2 separate regions of the Capsicum annuum genome follow, and region 2 is linked to region 1. The links are chromatin contacts, called in public Hi-C maps. All regions are on one chromosome and are shown on one strand. Each heading gives the region's core, a stretch centred on a gene start, on an enhancer-like site or on the middle of the called end of the contact. The rest is flanking DNA. Distances are from core to core; before and after follow the strand shown.

Region 1 (3,998 bases), core at 63-2,562:
GGAAGGTTCTTCCTATACTTGAATGGTTTTTGCCGAGCTTAATCTCTCTAACAACTTAGACTGACATCGTTGATGTTTATGTAGATCAAAGATTTATGTAAGATCATCCCACGACAAATAAAGGCTGAAAATGCAGTTTCTGTAATCAGACAAACAATTGAAAAACTCATTGCAAAGTGCAAAGAGATTGTAGAATCTAAGGGTGAGAGAATTAATGAGGATGAGTACGTGAATGACAGAGATCCAAGCATTCTTCGGTTTTTGCTTGCTAGCCGTGAAGAGGTTGTCCAAAATTTTAACTCATTTATTACTTAACTAGCAGAATTTCCTATCTGTTAATGGATTACAAAACTTTTTTGAAATTGAGCTTATTTTTGGTCAATAGCATTATCTATGGTATGTTAATGTGAATTATAGTTATTACCACTGTTTGAAGTTCTCATGCAATCATAGTCATAGCTCTCGAAGGTGTGGTTTAGAGGTCAAAGTGGGTGAAAATCATAGGAGATCAGGGTTCAGATCTCAACTAATACAAAAAATGCTATGTGATTTCTTCCCATCTGCCTAAATCTTGTTTGGCAGTGTTACTAGGTATCTATGCTGGTAGCAGGTACTCAATGGTGTGTGCAAGTTGGCCTTGACACCACAACTATGCAAAGAAAATTCTTAGAACATTCTTATAGGATTATATTCTCTTTTTCCTTGTAAAGTCTAGCAACATAAAGGGGGCAGCCTAGTGCATGGAATATTGTTCGCGGGGTTTGGGAAAGGATGTTCCCCGAAGGGGTGTGAAGTAGGCCCTATCATGACTCAAGTAACAGTTGGTTGATTCCATTATTTGAACCCATCACCTATAAGTCACACAATGACAACTTTATCTTTTCTCCAATGCCCACGTTGAAGTCTGGTAGAACAAAGATGAATCAAAATATGTTTTGTATTTTTAACTGTTGGTACTTGGTCGCTTTGTTAATAATTATAGATCAGCCAACCTAAGATACACATTGCGTGCATATAAATATTCCACATGGTGTCTCATTAGCTTAAAGGAATACTTCTTCATTAATCCTTAATGATTTGACGGCTCTTTAGGACGACAAACATCACCAGTGGCACCCACATGAGGCCTCACCCATTATGTAGTGCTTTCAACATTCAAACTGGTGTAATCCCAAGAATCTCATCTTGAGCTTATACCTAAACTTTTTTTAATGATACGGCGACCACCGAGAATGGAATCCTCATGGTTCTCACATTTGGTGCTCATGCCAATGAGCAGGATTTTTGAAGAAAGAAAGTCTCTTCCCTCCTTCTCTGCCATTGTCTATTATTAAATGAATTATGTGCAGTCCAATTTCTTGTACAATGATGATAAACTTAAATTAGTGCCTATACCCTTAGTTTCGTGAAGGAATAACGTGTACACATTTGATCTATCTTAGTACTACATAATTTGAACTTTTACTCCCCCCTCCCCCGGTTGGATTTGTTGCTTCTTTTTTTTTGGGGGGGGGGGGGGGGCGGGGGAATTGACTTGCGCATTTCTAACAAGTTTCATAATTTGACATTAATTTAGTAACATGGTGCCTTATACAACGTCCTTATTTCAGTAAGGAGTTGCTGCCTTTTCTCCTAAAATGTAGGAGAAAATACTTTAGTGAACAAAAAATTGGACATTTTCATCTTTTCTTATGGCCAATCCCTTCTTAAATCATTATGTGGCCATATAACATTCAATCATCCGAAAGGATTTGATCAAGGATATAACACTGATTTTGGAGCTCTAAAAGAAGAATTAGATCCTGTTCAAGGTCTTCTTTCACATAGATCTGTGTTTAGGAAAGGTCATTTTTCCTTTTTTCTCTGATTTTGCCAATGTTTTTGGTGTTGCACCTGCACATTTTTTTGTTTGATTTGTGCTCTTTAGTTCAGGTGTGATTTGGTCTCCTCAAGACGGCGTACCGTATATATACTCTACTCTTTTTGTATCAATTTTATTGTCAAATTTCTTTTCATTTTGCTTTTGTCCGTTCAAATTTCGTCTTTGAGAAAACTTTGAAAATGATGTCTTTTTCTTTTTGAGATAAAACTCCAAAAATGATGTATATTGTTAATCTTGGGGATTTATGATGTTGATCAGTAATGGAATGATTTTGTCTGCTGTGAGCTGGTTTTTTACCGCGCATTACTTGGTGATGTGATTAAAGGAAAATTCACTATAATTTGAGATTTTGTTGCTATGATTGGTCAATTTGTTAGTTTTGCGGTGTGATTCCTTATAGTGAATTTCATCATTTAGTGTGGTCTTTTGATGAACTATTACATCAGCCTAGATGTTTTATGAACCCATTGTGTATTCACTAAATGGAGGTTGGTTATCTGACTGATTTGTCTTGGTCTTCTTTCGCATAGAATTGTGTTTAGAAAAAGTCTTTTCCTCTTTTTCTCTGATTTTGCCATTGTTTTCTGTGCAACACCTGCACATTTTTTTCATCTGATTTGTGCTCTTTAGTTGTGGTGTGATTTGATTTAGTTAACTAGTGTCTCATTGTTGTTGTCCCTATTGCCTTGCATTTGATCATTACTGCGTTTAACATGTAGAGTCATTTTGATTGCCAAATCTATAAGCATCATCATCAATTCTAATTTTCTTCTTTTTTCCACAGGTATAAAATTGAGAGTTGAATGAAGACTAACTGCAAGCTCAACAAATTGTTGGTACTTTGGAAGAAATCTCTACATATCTATCTTAGTCTAGGATACGAGTAATATTTAATACTTTGCCAAGGTGATATTACCTTAATATAATTTTAGTTTTCTTAATTTGTATGATTGTGGATGATTTTATCATTATCTGGCATGTTTTATAATTTTATTTTCAATTTATTAAATTCTAATTTAAAAAATAATATCATTATGAAATAATTAAGTGTTTTCTTGTAATTAGTGACAAAAGATTTTATTATCAAAGGTAATTTTTAGCAACAATTAAATTAGACTTTTAAGATATATTTTTGTCACAAAAGAAACTGTTTCGTCAGAAGTTTGATTATATTTAGTGATAAATGTATTTGTATTAAATCTTTCTTTTTATTTGATACAAATTAATTTTGTATTTTGTGACAATCGTAATTGTCGGCAATCATAAAATTTAGTGACAATTCTATACCGTCGGTAAAAAACAAAAATTATTTTTAGTGACAAAATAATAGATTTAATTGCAAAATTATTTAGTTTTATTATAATAATAATTTTGTCACTAATTCATACATTTAAGGATGAAAATATTTGTTGTATACAAAAAGTTGTCATTAGTAATGAAAATATACTTGTTCAACCACGAAATATATTTAACTCGAGAGACAATTTGTGTCGTTGTTGATTGAACTAAATAACTAGGGACGAAGAAATTTTGTCGGTATTAATGACTTTTTAATGACAAAAGCATATCATCAACTACAAAAAATTATATTTTTATGACAAACAAATTCGTCATAAATGTTACATTTGGGGACAATTTTTTTTTGTAGTTAATTTAATTTTTTTAGCGATGAAGCACTGAATCTTCTTTGTATACTTTTAGCGACCCACTTTTGACGAAATTTTTTTCATCACCCTAAATCTTTTGTGATAAAATACGACTTATAAGTGATAATATCATTAGTCCCTGATAATTAAATTTGTTATAGTGAGTTTTTCAACAAAAGTGAAACCCATATCTTGTTTTGCTCCAGAGAATCCAAATCACCCAATCTTGAAAGAATCAAAGCCACCATTAGTAGTGGTTGGATTAGCCAATGCAGATACAAGGAGTTCAACTTTCTGGAATATCTTTCTTCCTATTGTCAACTACGAGAAACTTCAAAATGAATCATTTTAAAAAACGAATAAAAAAATTCATAAACTGAGAAAATCATCTTCACTGATTTCCTTAGAATTCGAAATTTCAATTACTATCAAGATTACACCGAAAAATTCCCTTTTGGTGCCAATAGTGG
Region 2 (4,420 bases), core at 119-2,618, 490 kb before region 1:
ACAACAACAACATACCCAGTTTATTCCCACATAGTGGGGTTGTGGAGGGTAGAGTGTACGCAGACCATACCACTACCTCAGGTGCAGTAGAGAGGTTGTTTCCAATTAACTAACTTATCTCCTTAAATTTTCCTCAGTTAAAATGACTCCCCAAGAAGCAAACGAAATGCCACCTTCATTTGGGTCCTATATTGTAATATGGTTTAACCATTGTCTCATGTACAACATTTCTAAGAAAGGTTCCACCTCATTGATGATTTTATAACGAAATAATCCAAGATCAAGGATCTTCATATTTCTTCAAGACCACAGTATTTTTTATGCTCTAATCATCAGGCAACAAGGATAGGTACGAAAAATCATCTTCATGATACTGTGATACCATATACAAGCCAGAGGCAGATCCTTCACAATTATGAACCTAAAGAAATCCATTTTCTCTGGCATTAGTTTCTCCGGAAGCATGTTCCATATAAGGAACTCACTTCTCATATAAATGAAGTATCATATTTGCTACGCTACTTCACTGTGATTGCTTCCTCTATGTGGCTTCCTCTTTCATATGCAAATCTCTACGACTATCAACACTACCCCAAAAGGCTCAGTAACAGGTCCTAAAAATAGCACTCTTTCATATGCAAATCTCTACGACTATCAACACTACCCCAAAAGGCTCAGTAACAAGTCCTAAAAATAGCACCAAAGGGTATGGCCTAGTAGTCATTAAAGTGGGTTGAGCATCATGAAGTCTCATGTTCAAATCCCGAGACAAAACACTCGAAGATTTCATCACATTTGTTCCAGCATTGGTGGAGGGAGTTTACCTGTTACTTGCTTCTGGTTGAAGGTACCGAGTATCCCCTGGAATTAGTCAGGTGCACACTAGCTGGCACGGGCACCATGGTTATAAAAAAAGAGTCCTAAATCTCATCGTAAATCTCCTAAGCACCCTACTTCAATGTGAATCAAAATCATTTTTTCAATAATCAGCAACTGTAAAAAGGATTTGGACTCCACTTGAAGCAGGGGTTTAATGGTATTTTGACTCAAAAATTGATATGGCATACTGATTACTAGAAAATAGAATAGCTATTGCCTACTGGAAAAAATAAAGACTGTAATGGCAAATTAAATTAAATTAATAACTGAAAAAATAAAAACAAATAAATAGATAAAACAATGAAAAGAAGAAATAAGGAGAAAGAAAAGCCGAAGAAGAAAATACCTGGCCAATTTCGTAATTGAACCCTAGGCGGTGGATGCTGATGATAAACTTGGAGTCGACAGCCGAAAGTCCGAAAGGTAGAGATGTATATGCTCCTTAACTTTTTTTAAAAAAGAAACAGGTCCCAACTTTTATTTTTTCTTCCACTTTGGTCTCTTTCTTTTACTAATACTCACTCCGTCCTAATTTATAAGTACTCCATACCTCTTATATTACTCGACATGTTCACTAAAATAAAATTTATCTCAAAATAATTAATATTTTTAAATAATCAAGACATAATTAGATATTTTATCCAACTTTATCCTTAATGAATAACTAACTCAAAAGGTAATGACAATATTTAATGTGAGTTTAATAGGACCATATTAGTTAATTTGCACCTTTATTAATTTTCCGTTAAGAGTTATACAGTAATTAAATATGTCAAATAATATTAGACAGAGGGTGTATAAGTTAGTTTGACTTGACACGGAGTTTAAGAAAAAAAAAATAGATTTTTGAAACTTGTGATCTAAAAAAGTCATAGATGTTTGTGTGACTATAAATTATTTTATTAAGGATAAAGTAAATATTTTAAAAATAAATTATTACTAGATTTTAAAATATTTCATTTCTTTTTAGACCGAATAAAAAGGAAAGTGAGTTATATAAACTGGAACAACAGGAGTAATAAAATAGGGATGTTGTCACCTAGGGGTGGGATGATAATGTAGATATAATAATTTAAATTTTTAAATATCACGATATTATGATATTTAATAAATATTTTAAAAAAATTAATATTGTTACCGTATTCAATATTTATTAAAAAATCAAATATTGTATCGACATATACAATTGCATATACAATTTGTATAGTATGATATTATAATATCAACTTACATAAAACAGCGTTAGTACATAATTAAATACTTAGTATTTTGATTACTCTATCTTAATTGAAATGTCATTTTTGTGTAATTATTAACAAAGAGAATTATTGATACGTGTTAATATGATATAATTGGAGCTTTTTTTTCGCTAGAGAAAGTCCTAATTCTCCATTATATTATTATATGTAAGTTGAAACCGAGAAAATCATGGTTACTGCTTTACCATATCACAAAATGTCATAATCAAACTTTGAAATACCTAACCACATTGAATTAATTTGGTGTGGTAATAATATAATATTTTTTAAAAACTTAATATTGTACCATATTGTAACACCCAAAAGTTTCAACGCAAAATTGGTATGAACCTACAAGTTAAGTCACAACTCTTGCTCCCAACCTACGACTCGTGATCTGAGTCTCGATATCAGACGCTAACAACTTTTTATGCATTTTAAAGGTTTATTTGGTCATTTTTAAGTTTTAAAACCCTACATACGTTGTTTTGACTTTTTTAGGGAATTAAAGGGAAATCAGTTTACTCAGCCTTCATTATGATTGATTCAACTCCCAAACATCATAAAAAAATCAATTTTAGGGCTCTCGGGTCTCTTTCAAAAGCTAGAAACTAAGTCTGTATTTCTCAAGAAAATTAAGTGATAGCCTAGATTCTCTCTAACATCAGGTATGTGGGTATTCAATAAAGGATTTCTTTCACCCTTATACCTAAAATCTAGTTTTAAATTATGATTTTTGTGAATTCATAATCTAAGGTTCACACCCAATTATACATAATTCTCAAAATTTAGCTCCCTCGTGTTATTTTATGATAATGATCCCCATTCATAGTTACTATGCACGATTTTGATGACTTCAACTTAGTTATTTTAAAACTTGAAGAAATATGCATGTGTTATAGACTTCGGCTAATTTTAGAATGAATTATGCATGATTTGATGGATTTCAGACTATTTTAGTATGGCATGACATGCTATGAGCACATGATCAATATTTAGTATGACTAGTTTCACATTAAAGACTTCGGTAAAACAACAATTTGAACTGGTTCATGCTCTATTTTGCAAAACATCAATTTTAATGACTATAAGTATATTATCAGTTTGAGAGTAGTTGTAACAACCCATGCAGTCATTACTAAAACATCACCTCGTTACATGTACGGGTTATAGGAATTTTAAAAATACAATCTTAAATTAGTATGAGATAGTGCTGCTAAAAATATCAAAATTTAAATTTTTTGTCGGGTTGATGTCATTCTGCTATAGCGGCTGGTAGGTTGCTACAGCGGGATGGTAGGATCAGAATCTTAGATCTGTTTTTAAAAATTCTCTCTTCTCCTCTTCAGTTGTAAAAAGAACGAGGTTTGCTCTAAAACTCCTTTTAGGTTTACCTCATGGGTTGGGTGTAATGGAGAGGAGGGATTTCGCTTTAATAGGATACAACCCATGGTTTTATCGCCAAATTCAGATTAAAATTCACCTTCACGAAATCAAAAGCTAGCATTTATAGCAGCTGATTGGAGTCCAGGTGGTATTAACTGAGTAGTTTTGACTCGGATTAGAAAGCATAAGCATGACATAGATTGACATGAGATTTCATGCTTAGGCCTTTAGACATGGTGTTTGGACATATAAAAAGAACGAAAACCTAGTTTATTGGGGTGAAAATTTGCTATTATTTTATGGTATTGAACTTGTGCATTAATTATAGTGTTTACCTTGTTATTATTGTTCATCCTTGCATGATTAAAAATGATGTTATATCTAAAAATCCTATTTAAGGGTGGTTAAATGTAACGCCCCATAATTGGGTCCCGAGACATCACACAGTGCTTAGGGGCTCAAGTGACCCCAAGCTAACCCTCCTGCTGGCATAACTCATAAGCAACTGAATAAAATGCTTAAATCTCTATACAATCAGCGAAAACATAGAACTTCTCTGAACTTGACCAATACAAATGTGAACTTTACAAGATCACAAATCTACTTTTATAAAATGAAACTGAAACTGAATACATCAACTTCTACTGTCTGTCTATGAAGCCTCTACTGGTACTGACTTTAGATAGCCGGGTCATGACTCCCAACTATCCAAGCTCAATACGACTAAAATAAGAAAATATAATACTTCTCGAATTGTATAACTATCTCAAGCCCTTGAATCAAAAGGACTCATCACCTGTTGACTGAAAGCTGCAAACTGACTGAATTCAGTACCTGTACTACAACTTGTACCTATATTACAAGACACTGTAGCATAGAAATATATGGGGGTCAGTACTGTAAGGAATGTATTGAGT

What was found. A called contact is a pair of places that touch in the nucleus more often than the background predicts.
Region 2: a contact with region 1 is called in a Hi-C map of leaf, with 4 times the contacts expected there. The contact joins the promoter of LOC107851083 here to the enhancer-like site in region 1. A contact is called at or near these places in 2 of 5 Hi-C or Micro-C datasets (leaf and placenta).

What each region holds. Positions count from the first base shown.
Region 1 is chr12:142,068,330-142,072,327 of UCD10Xv1.1, reverse strand. LOC107851140 (a long non-coding RNA gene) reads left to right here. Exons shown (of 6, transcript XR_007047946.1): 5 at 85-282; 6 at 2,667-2,897. Among protein-coding and RNA genes, the nearest start is that of LOC107851140, 7.5 kb to the left of the region's middle. Within about 2 kb of position 1,312, at least 2 of the 5 cell types and tissues checked have an H3K27ac peak or open chromatin away from gene starts, as enhancers often do. A contact at or near this core is called in leaf, where this site is marked.
Region 2 is chr12:142,557,946-142,562,365 of UCD10Xv1.1, reverse strand. LOC107851083 (OVARIAN TUMOR DOMAIN-containing deubiquitinating enzyme 5) reads right to left here and starts at 1,368. Exons shown (of 3, transcript XM_016695989.2): 1 at 1,226-1,368.